Regions from separate parts of the Mus musculus genome. Here region 1 is linked to region 2. A link is a contact called in public Hi-C data. All regions are on one chromosome and are shown on one strand. The core of a region is the stretch at or near the end of the contact, and the rest is flanking DNA. Distances in the headings are between cores, read along the strand shown.

What was found. A called contact is a pair of places that touch in the nucleus more often than the background predicts.
Region 1: a contact with region 2 is called in a Hi-C map of B cells, with 5 read pairs. The contact joins the promoter of Ostc here to the promoter of Snhg8 in region 2.

What each region holds. Positions count from the first base shown.
Region 1 is chr3:130,706,980-130,711,397 of GRCm38.p6, forward strand. It overlaps Ostc (oligosaccharyltransferase complex subunit (non-catalytic)), which reads right to left and starts at 2,465. Exons shown (of 4, transcript NM_025509.3): 1 at 2,258-2,465. The coding sequence starts at 2,396.
Region 2 is chr3:123,507,076-123,511,265 of GRCm38.p6, forward strand. Snhg8 (small nucleolar RNA host gene 8) reads right to left here and starts at 1,261. Exons shown (of 1, transcript NR_028574.1): 1 at 477-1,261. It overlaps Snora24 (small nucleolar RNA, H/ACA box 24), which reads right to left and starts at 991; the gene lies at 862-991. It also overlaps the pseudogene Gm9369.

The sequences.
Region 1 (4,418 bases), core at 1,215-3,714, 7.2 Mb after region 2:
TGGATTGAACCTTTGAAACTATAAGCCAGCCCCAGTTAAATGTTTTCTTTTATAAGAGTTGCCTTGGTCATGGTGTCTCTTTACAGCAATGTTTAGAATGACATCTAGACAACATTATCTCTCAAAGAGGTGCCAAGTTTACCAAAGAAACAGAGTAACAAGGCTCTGATGAACACTGAGGCTGCTCTACATCCTGCAGTATCAAATATGCAGCTAAGATTCCATTCTCTATGGAAAATACAGAGGCACATTGTCTCATTAGTATGTGAATTTGCTTTCAGCTTTAAAAAATACCACAACAGGGGCTGGAGAGAAGGTTCAGAGGTTAAGAGTATTAACTGCTCTTTCAGAGGTCCTAAGTTCAACTCCCAGAAACCACATGGTAGCTCTGAACCATCTATGATGAAATCTAGTGTCCCCTTCTGAGTGGCAGGCATGCATGCATATGTACATGTATACATGATAAGAAAAAACTAGCATAAATTGTGTATCTAGCAAATTGTTGTTGTAAAGTAAGCTTACTAGTTACTTTTACTAGTAAAAGTTTGACCTTATACCTATTACATATGCCTATTTACCCAAGGTTGTGCAAAAATCTGTCAGGAAAAATGGGGACACATAGGAGGAAAAATGCCAGAAGTGCTGGTCTAAGTGAACAAAACACCTCACTAGTCTCCTGGTCCACGTTGGTCCACACTTTTTTTTTTTTTCTTTTCTAGTATGACCCTTCTAACCATTCAAACTCAGACTAACAGATCATTTCTCCAGGAAACATACTGGAATTAAATCAATGCTTCTAAACTCTACTGTGTAGCAGAAAGCAATTGTGCGGTAGTTAGCATGTCTCCACTACCTTCTATGGAGGGCAGAGTCATTATATTTTCTTTGCTGTTATCCCAGCACTGAGTTAACAGAAAGTCAGTGTCGCCTGTCCTTCCCAGCAACATTGCTTAGGTACAGGTACACTCAGTTTTTAGAAAGCTGTCCATTAGAATTTTCAGCTCTCCCAGCACCACGTCTGCCTGCACACGACTGCCATGCTTCTCGCCATGCTGAGAAGAAGCCATTCCAGAAGCCAAACGGTAAATGTACAAAATGCGCCCTTCCATTTTGACCCAGTGGTTGGGGCAGCGAAATTCCCCCCAAACCCCATTCTAAAACCACCAAAACTGTGGCCCAATAGAAAGCTGAGGCTTCTCACAAAAACTGTCTCCAAAGGAAGCAAAAGTCAAGAAACAAGCTGGCAAGAATGAACACTAAGTTCTTAAAGCCCAAGGCATTAGGTGTCATATTCACGATTCACTGTGCTGAGCAAAAGTGAATGTTAACGCCACACACACCAGGTAATGTCTTTTTTTTTTTTTTTCTTAAACAACAACAACAATGTTTAAAGTGGCCTTTAGCATTTCCGTTAATGTGCACTCCGTAGAATGCCAACTCTACAGTTAAATACTGTCTTCTACCTCTTCAAATATGCCAAGTAGCCTCAGAAAGCAGTTAAGCAATAGCAATATGTCTACACACACCCTAAAAAAAGTTGAACCACTTTTGCTAACCAAAAATCTTTTTAATTTTCTGAATTAAGTAGTACACTACTTCCTAAATTCCTGAAGCCCAGTCCTGGATACATCCTGGAACTGTCGCTCCAAAGGGTGCTCTAGAGCCTGCAGACGGACTGCCAACTCACCAATAGGCAAAGCCACACCCCTCTGCATTTTCCACTTAAGGGATTTGGTGACAGATATCTAAAAAGCACTGCTTCCCTTCTATTTTCTGAGTCCCATTTTCTGCCCTCTGAGATACACCATCTTTTTGCAAGCCTCAATTCCAATCTCACGTATTTCTCAAAAAAACCGTGGCTTCGGTAAGTTCCCTTCTCATTCCTGTGATTTGACATAAAGCAATCCAAGCCCCTGGGGTCTGAACTAACAAACTCAAAGGTTATCAGATCTCTTCCACGATTTCAGGGTCCTCACGATTAGTTTAATAAAAGTCCCACACTCTCTCGACCAACCAAGGAAACACAGTGATTCAAAAATGATGTTCCCAAGACCCTGGTCAAACAATGCACAGCAAGAAATAACAACTAGCTGGACTTGACAATTATATCCAACTCAGCGCTCGAAGGAAAAAGCGGGCAGAGAGGAGACCATCTCTTTCCAGTGAAAGGCGTGAGCCTACGGGGCCCGGCTCGGGGGCCACGCGCCTCCGGAGCGAGCAGCCTGCGCGCCCACCCGACCCATCACGGCCGAGTTACCTCCGGTAATGAGGAAGTAAGATACCACTACCAGGGCGTACACCGTCATAGCCGACGGCATGTGCACCCAGGGCGGTTTCTTCAGCTTCAGGTTGGGGCATTCGAGCACTAAGAATGGGACTCGGTACAGAGTCTCCATGTCCCCGGCGGTAGGGCCAGCCCTCTGGCCTCCAGCCTCCCGCACCGCCCGGAAACACGCCCGCCTACTGCGCATGCGTAAGCCGAGGACCACAGGTCTGTAGAAGTCAGAAGGAGACAAGATATTCACTGTAGAAAGAAAGAAATTGCACTAACCTGATAAATAATATACATATTTAAAAATAAATAATAATGGTCGTTTTTAGGCTTGAGTGTGGGTTAGAAGCTTTTTTCTTACTGAGAGATCATTGTTTATTATATACCTTCCAGGACCTGCAAGGCGTCCTACGTGGCCAAGCCACAGAAGCGGAGAGATTAGCATCCCCACTGCCCCGCCCACTTGCTGACGCCACCTACTTGAGAGCTGATTGGCTGCTGGAAACTCTTAAGTTCATAGAGCTGGAGGATGAATGAAAGTTTAGATGTGTGCTCCCTTTTAGTATTGGAGGTCTCCCCTCGGGGCTTTAAAAAGCTCTAATTCGCTGAGCTTTTTCTTCATGCTGTATAGCGACGCTAATTGGCAGTAATTGCCAAAGTAGTATGGGCTTTATAAAAAATAATAATAATAAATGAATAAAACCCACACAGTCCATGTCAACCACAAACTGTGACAGAACAAATATTACTTTAAACCATTTTCAGTCACGCCTGAGTTAGTAAAAATCACCCAGGCCAAAAATCTTGAAGTCATTCTGGTTTCTCACCTTAATTACCTGCTTAGTAGGGCGCCGGCTTCAGCACCATAAATACTAAAATTGGAACGGAAAATCCTGCCACCTGGCTACTTCAGGTGTCTTCCTGCCAAGGTATCAAATGTAAATAAGAAAGGACTTTACTAGCTAGAGACAGTAATCCTGATCAATCAAGGAAATAACGGGCTATTATAAAACAGCAAGGAGGGGGGAAATGTTTTTGGAATACAGAAGCTCCGCTGCAGTGCCTCTTATCGTTCCCGTATCCTATGATAAAAAGCTTAAGCAACATAACAAGCCAATGGGGGTAGAAATGTTAGTGGCTTGGACCATTCAGATTTTAAAATTTGAGCCACAGCAGGAGTTAAGGAACTAAAATCATCTACTGTTAGTTTTACTATAAGCAACAGAAATATGAAGTGTGAACTGGCGATGAATATATTTTTTTTCAAAAACATACAATATGGATATCATGTCAAGCTGTGTCATACCATGCTTGTATTTCATTAACTCACAAAGCTGGAGTACCGCCGGGCAGTGGTGGCACACACCTTTAATCCCAGCACTTGGGAGGCAGAGGCAGACAGATTTCTGAGTTTGAGGACAGCCTGGTCTACAGAGTGAGTTCCAGGACAGCTGAGGCTATACAGAGAAACCCTGTCTCAAAAAACCATTAAAAAAATAAATAAATAAAAAGCTGGAGTAACATTGCCCAGATCCTTCTCACTGCATAATTATTTTGGTTTTCTTTTTTTTCTCTCTCTCTCTTTTTTAAAAAGGTGCCAGGATCAAAATTAGTGCTACAAATATGCTAGGCTGAGTTAAAACTCTGAAACGTTTTTAATTAGAAGAAACATCATTAGTTTTAAGAGACAGTATTTTTTTTAAACTACGGTCATTATTTCTAAAACTTTAAAATACTAAATTGAAAATGGGTAGATTAAATAAATATCTGGTGAAGCATCAATATAGTGAGATACTGGGGAACCAGCACATGTGATGCCAAAGAAGTTCATTTTTCCTGAAATGGAGAGATGCTCAGGGCAGGTCTGAAATGAAGAATAGCGGGAGTGAAAAAGAGGCCCGTGGAGAACTGACTCATTCATGTGTGCATTTTTCAGGCATCGTGCACTGACGAAAGTCTAAAGGAACATAAAAACAAACGTGTGTGTGATAAAACTGTAGACTATGCCTTTTCCAAAATACTACCAATTACATACGAACAACGTTTGTATGTAATATGCATGTTCAATATGTTATATTCTATGTTCGAAAAGTTTAAAGAGTTCCCAGTTATAACATGGCAGTTACTTTCTACCAAAGAATACAGT
Region 2 (4,190 bases), core at 11-2,510:
TAAATAGGAATGAAGGCCCAGAGACATCTGGTGGGAATTTGGATCCCAATAATCTCTGTGCAGAGGAATCACCCCCTGGTTCCTAAGCTTCCCTAAATAAGGCCTATCATACTCTTGAGTGTGAGTCTCAGTACCTCAAATCCCAGACACAAAAGCCTCTAAGGTCACAAGTATCCCCTCAGCACCTGTCACAACACACCCCCTAGCTGGTGTTACATACTTGGCTTCTGGAGATTTGAAGTTGAATGGCACACACTAGAAGGCTTGGAGAGCAGCAAGCAAAAGATACTTTTCATTAAGGGCAACCGTCTGTGGCTTATTAATCACTCATGTTCCAAGCCAACATTTATCTTGCACCTTTGTAACAATCAAACCTATCTTCTTTGGAAGCCTAGTTAACCCAGTTATTTCCTGCGCAAATGTCTCCTGTATCGTTAACTCTTAATTCACACAACCTCCAGAAACAGGACACAGTCTTATTACACACCAAACATCTTTTATTTAATATAAAATATTCAATTTTCAAAAATTAAAAGCGAAGATTCCCTGTAAGTTGACCAGAGACGATCTCAACCACTACAGTACCTGCAAGAAAAAAAAAAAGGCCCATTACAGAATATCCGTGACTATACTACGGGCTGTTTACTTATGTTAATGTCAGCACAAGAGCAAACTTCACCCTAACAGTAAAGGCCCACTCACTACCCAGAACCGCGAAAACACCACAAAAATGAATCTTACCTTAACACTTCCTCCACTGTTCAACAGCAACGGGTCCCGGCGTTTCCTAGAAATATTTCAATACTAGTTTAGAAAACTGAAGTCCATTTTTCTAGCGTCGTGTAGACTCTTACAATCTTAGAATGTCACTTGCTCAAGTCAGAATCTGGTACCAATGAAATGGTGACAGCTTTGCCAATAACAAGAACATGCTCTTCCATGGCTAGGAAGGGAGACTGCCACAGGCGGCAGGTCCCAAAGATACATGGAGTTTCACAGCCCAAAAATCTAGTGTAACCCCAGAGGTGTCACTCACCATCCGACCCAGCGGTGGCGAACTTGCGTCACGCCGCCCAACACCGTATCGGCTTTACATGGTGGTCGTCGCGCTAACCTTCACGGCGCTCTTGCAGAGTTGATGGCTTTCGGCCAGCACCATAGCCACCTTGTGTCTCCCGCATCTCGGCCACTCACAAATAAGGCCCAAGATATCATCCCCACCATACAACTACATACTCGTAGGCGGATCGCAGCCAAAGAGACTTCTGAACGGTGCGCGCACGCTTTTATAGCCCGGGTGACGCTCTCCCAAGAGCCTGCGCGCGAGGGGCGGGGCTTTCCCGCCCATTCCGAGCTCTCCCGCGCCTCGTCACTTTGATTGGTGTACAGGCGGCCCGGATTCGATGCGTGCGTCACAGGAATGGGCGGGCTGTGGAGGTGGGCGGGGAAAAGCCGAGCTGAAACCACAGTTCTCGCGGTGTCAGAAGTCTCGTGGCTGAAGCTCTGGCGGTGCGCGCGTTTTCTCTTCTTGGCTGCGTTCTTCTCTGGGACCCAAAGTCTAAGGTCCCTTCGTTGCCGCCTCCCCCGGCATCACTTCCTATGGCGCCGGCCCTTTGTCCCCGAGAGCTGTTGGCGGCTCCTCTGCCCCCATCGGGGTTGATGGTTCCGCTTGCGCCCTTCCGCTTGCCCTTTTGATCTGATCTCACTTTTGCCCGACACAGCGCGCCGGAAGGTTTCTCGAACCGGGAGAACGGGAAGCCTGGGCAGTGCGAGCAGACCCGCCCGGCCCTCGGCTTTTCCGGGAGGAAGGCATATCTCACTCCCGCGTGCAGCCCGCTATGAGACAGAATAGAGGGCCTTTAGTGATGGAGTATGGAGATGACAGTTGTCGTCATGGAGAATGTTAGTTAGAAAGCTGTGATCATTACAGGCTGGGAAGGGTGCGGTTAGGGCAACACCGTGCAGGAGTCAGTAGGAACGAATTCATTGGAGACAATACTCGCATTTGAAGGACCTAGAGGGGTTCGTGAACCTCAGCTCGCTCACCCACTATCTCATTTTACTTAAAATAATCACTACTGAATTGAAAGAACTAGTTCATCATAAGGCTCAAGTAACCGCGGCGCGTTGCCCAAACATTTCATTTACATTCTGGATGGTCTTCTGAGGGTGTCCTTAAGAATGGTCTGTATTAGTCCTGAGCTGAGAAGTCCGAGATTAAGGGCCTTCCTTCTCTGGCCAGTAGATGGTAGCCTGCATCTTTCCGTGGGTTTTTCTTTTGTGCCTGTCTGCACCTGTCAGGTTTTTTATTTTACAAAATGTAGTTTTGTTTTTATGTTACTCTGCTGTTACACAGGGCATAACATTTTCATAAGGCTTTTTTGGGGACTACAGTCAATGATTAGCAAACAACTCTCTAAAGAACAATCACTGAACCAAATGGATACCCTCTCACATGTACACAAATTTGCATGGAAAAGTACTAACATTACTTTAAATTGCAATGCACTACATTTTCCATATCTTCGCAGTAATACAAAACACAGTCGCTTGTAGAACCGGTTCAGATTACTTAAATACCAAGTGTGCTGTCAGTCCTCTACTCACGTGTCTGGAAGTTACTCGTGTTTACATGAAATGAAGCTATTGATACTTTTCTACAGCAGTAACTGCACACCAGGAAGGAGGAGACAACACAAACCAAGGGATGGAGTTTCCCCAAAGCTGCAGTGTGAAAAGACTATATAAACAGTTGATCCCATACACACGAATGGGCTTTCTTGCTAGAGGAAATCCAAGTGGAATAAGGAATGGAGATGTAAAAAGGTCTTCTTGAGGGGAAGGGGGTTGGTGCCCTGGATGCCTTTAGTTTTCGGCCCCCTCTGCTGCATCACATTCTTCTGCACTGTCTGATGTCCATAATGTTAAGTTGTCTCTAAGCAACTGCATGATAAGGGTGCTGTCTTTGTAGGAGTCTTTGTTCAGTGTACCAAGCTCTGTGATAGCCTCATCAAAAGCCGTTTTAGCCAGTGTGTAGGCAAGCTCTGGATTATTAAGGATCACAGAGTAAAATACAGGAAGGTTAAGAGCCAGCCCCAGGCGGATTGGATGTGTAGGTTGCATCTCTTTCTTGCTTATATCAAATGCCTCTTGGTAGGCTCTTTGGGAATTTTCTATCATTTGTTTTCCATCATCGCCACAAGCTACTTCAGCAAGATCCTGGAAATAATCTCCATTCATTTTCAGATAGAAGACCTTACTCTCTGGATTAATTGCATTGGCTATTAAATACTTACCCAACAATTCCAGAACCGTGATGCAGATGGACCTCAGTTCCAACTCCACTTTCTCCTGACAGTCCTTGGTCAGCTGCAACTTCTTGTTGGAGGTGTCGGTCTTCTTCTCAATGCTCGAGATGACCATCCAGGCAGACCTGCGGCCCTCAACCACGTTCTTGTAGGCCACCAACAGCACGGTCTAGTAACCTCATTCCAAATACTACCATGTTCAGAGAGTAGGGGCTACGATTTCAACATAAGTTTTGGCAGCACATCATGTCTTACTGAACATTTTTAATGAACCAGACGTTAACCATTGGGCTAGGTAGCTGGAATGGAATAGTGATAGTTTATGTCCTTGTATATTCCTGTCTTTTGGCCAAACTTGTTTTGTCTGAAATGGAACTTTTAAAACCTGCCTTTGGCATGTCCTTCTGTTTGTGTTCTTTTCTGTCCTTGTTGCTCTCCCCTCACCACATCTCTTATCATCTGTGGAAGTTCTTTTCAGCTTTCAGCGTTTTGGTCAAGTGTTGTTATGAAAACCTTCATCCGTACAAGTGATTTTGATGTTTGCATTTTCTCCTGGGGAAGTGCTTGGAGGGAAGACTCCAGTGAGCACTTGTGGTCATGGCAAAGTGCTTTGAAGAGCACAGTACGTATTTCTGAAACGGAAAAAAGATTTGTTTTTAGGGTTTGAGATGTTACTTCATTTCTGAGTGCTTACCTAGCAGCACGAAGCCCTGGGACCAGCGCCCAGCAAGGCATACAGTGGGCACGGTGGCACGGGCCTGTAACCCCAGCAAGGCATACAGTGGGCACGGTGGTACGGGCCTGTAACCCCAGCAAGGCATACAGTGGGCACGGTGGCACGGGCCTGTAACCCCAGCAAGGCATACAGTGGGCACGGTGGTA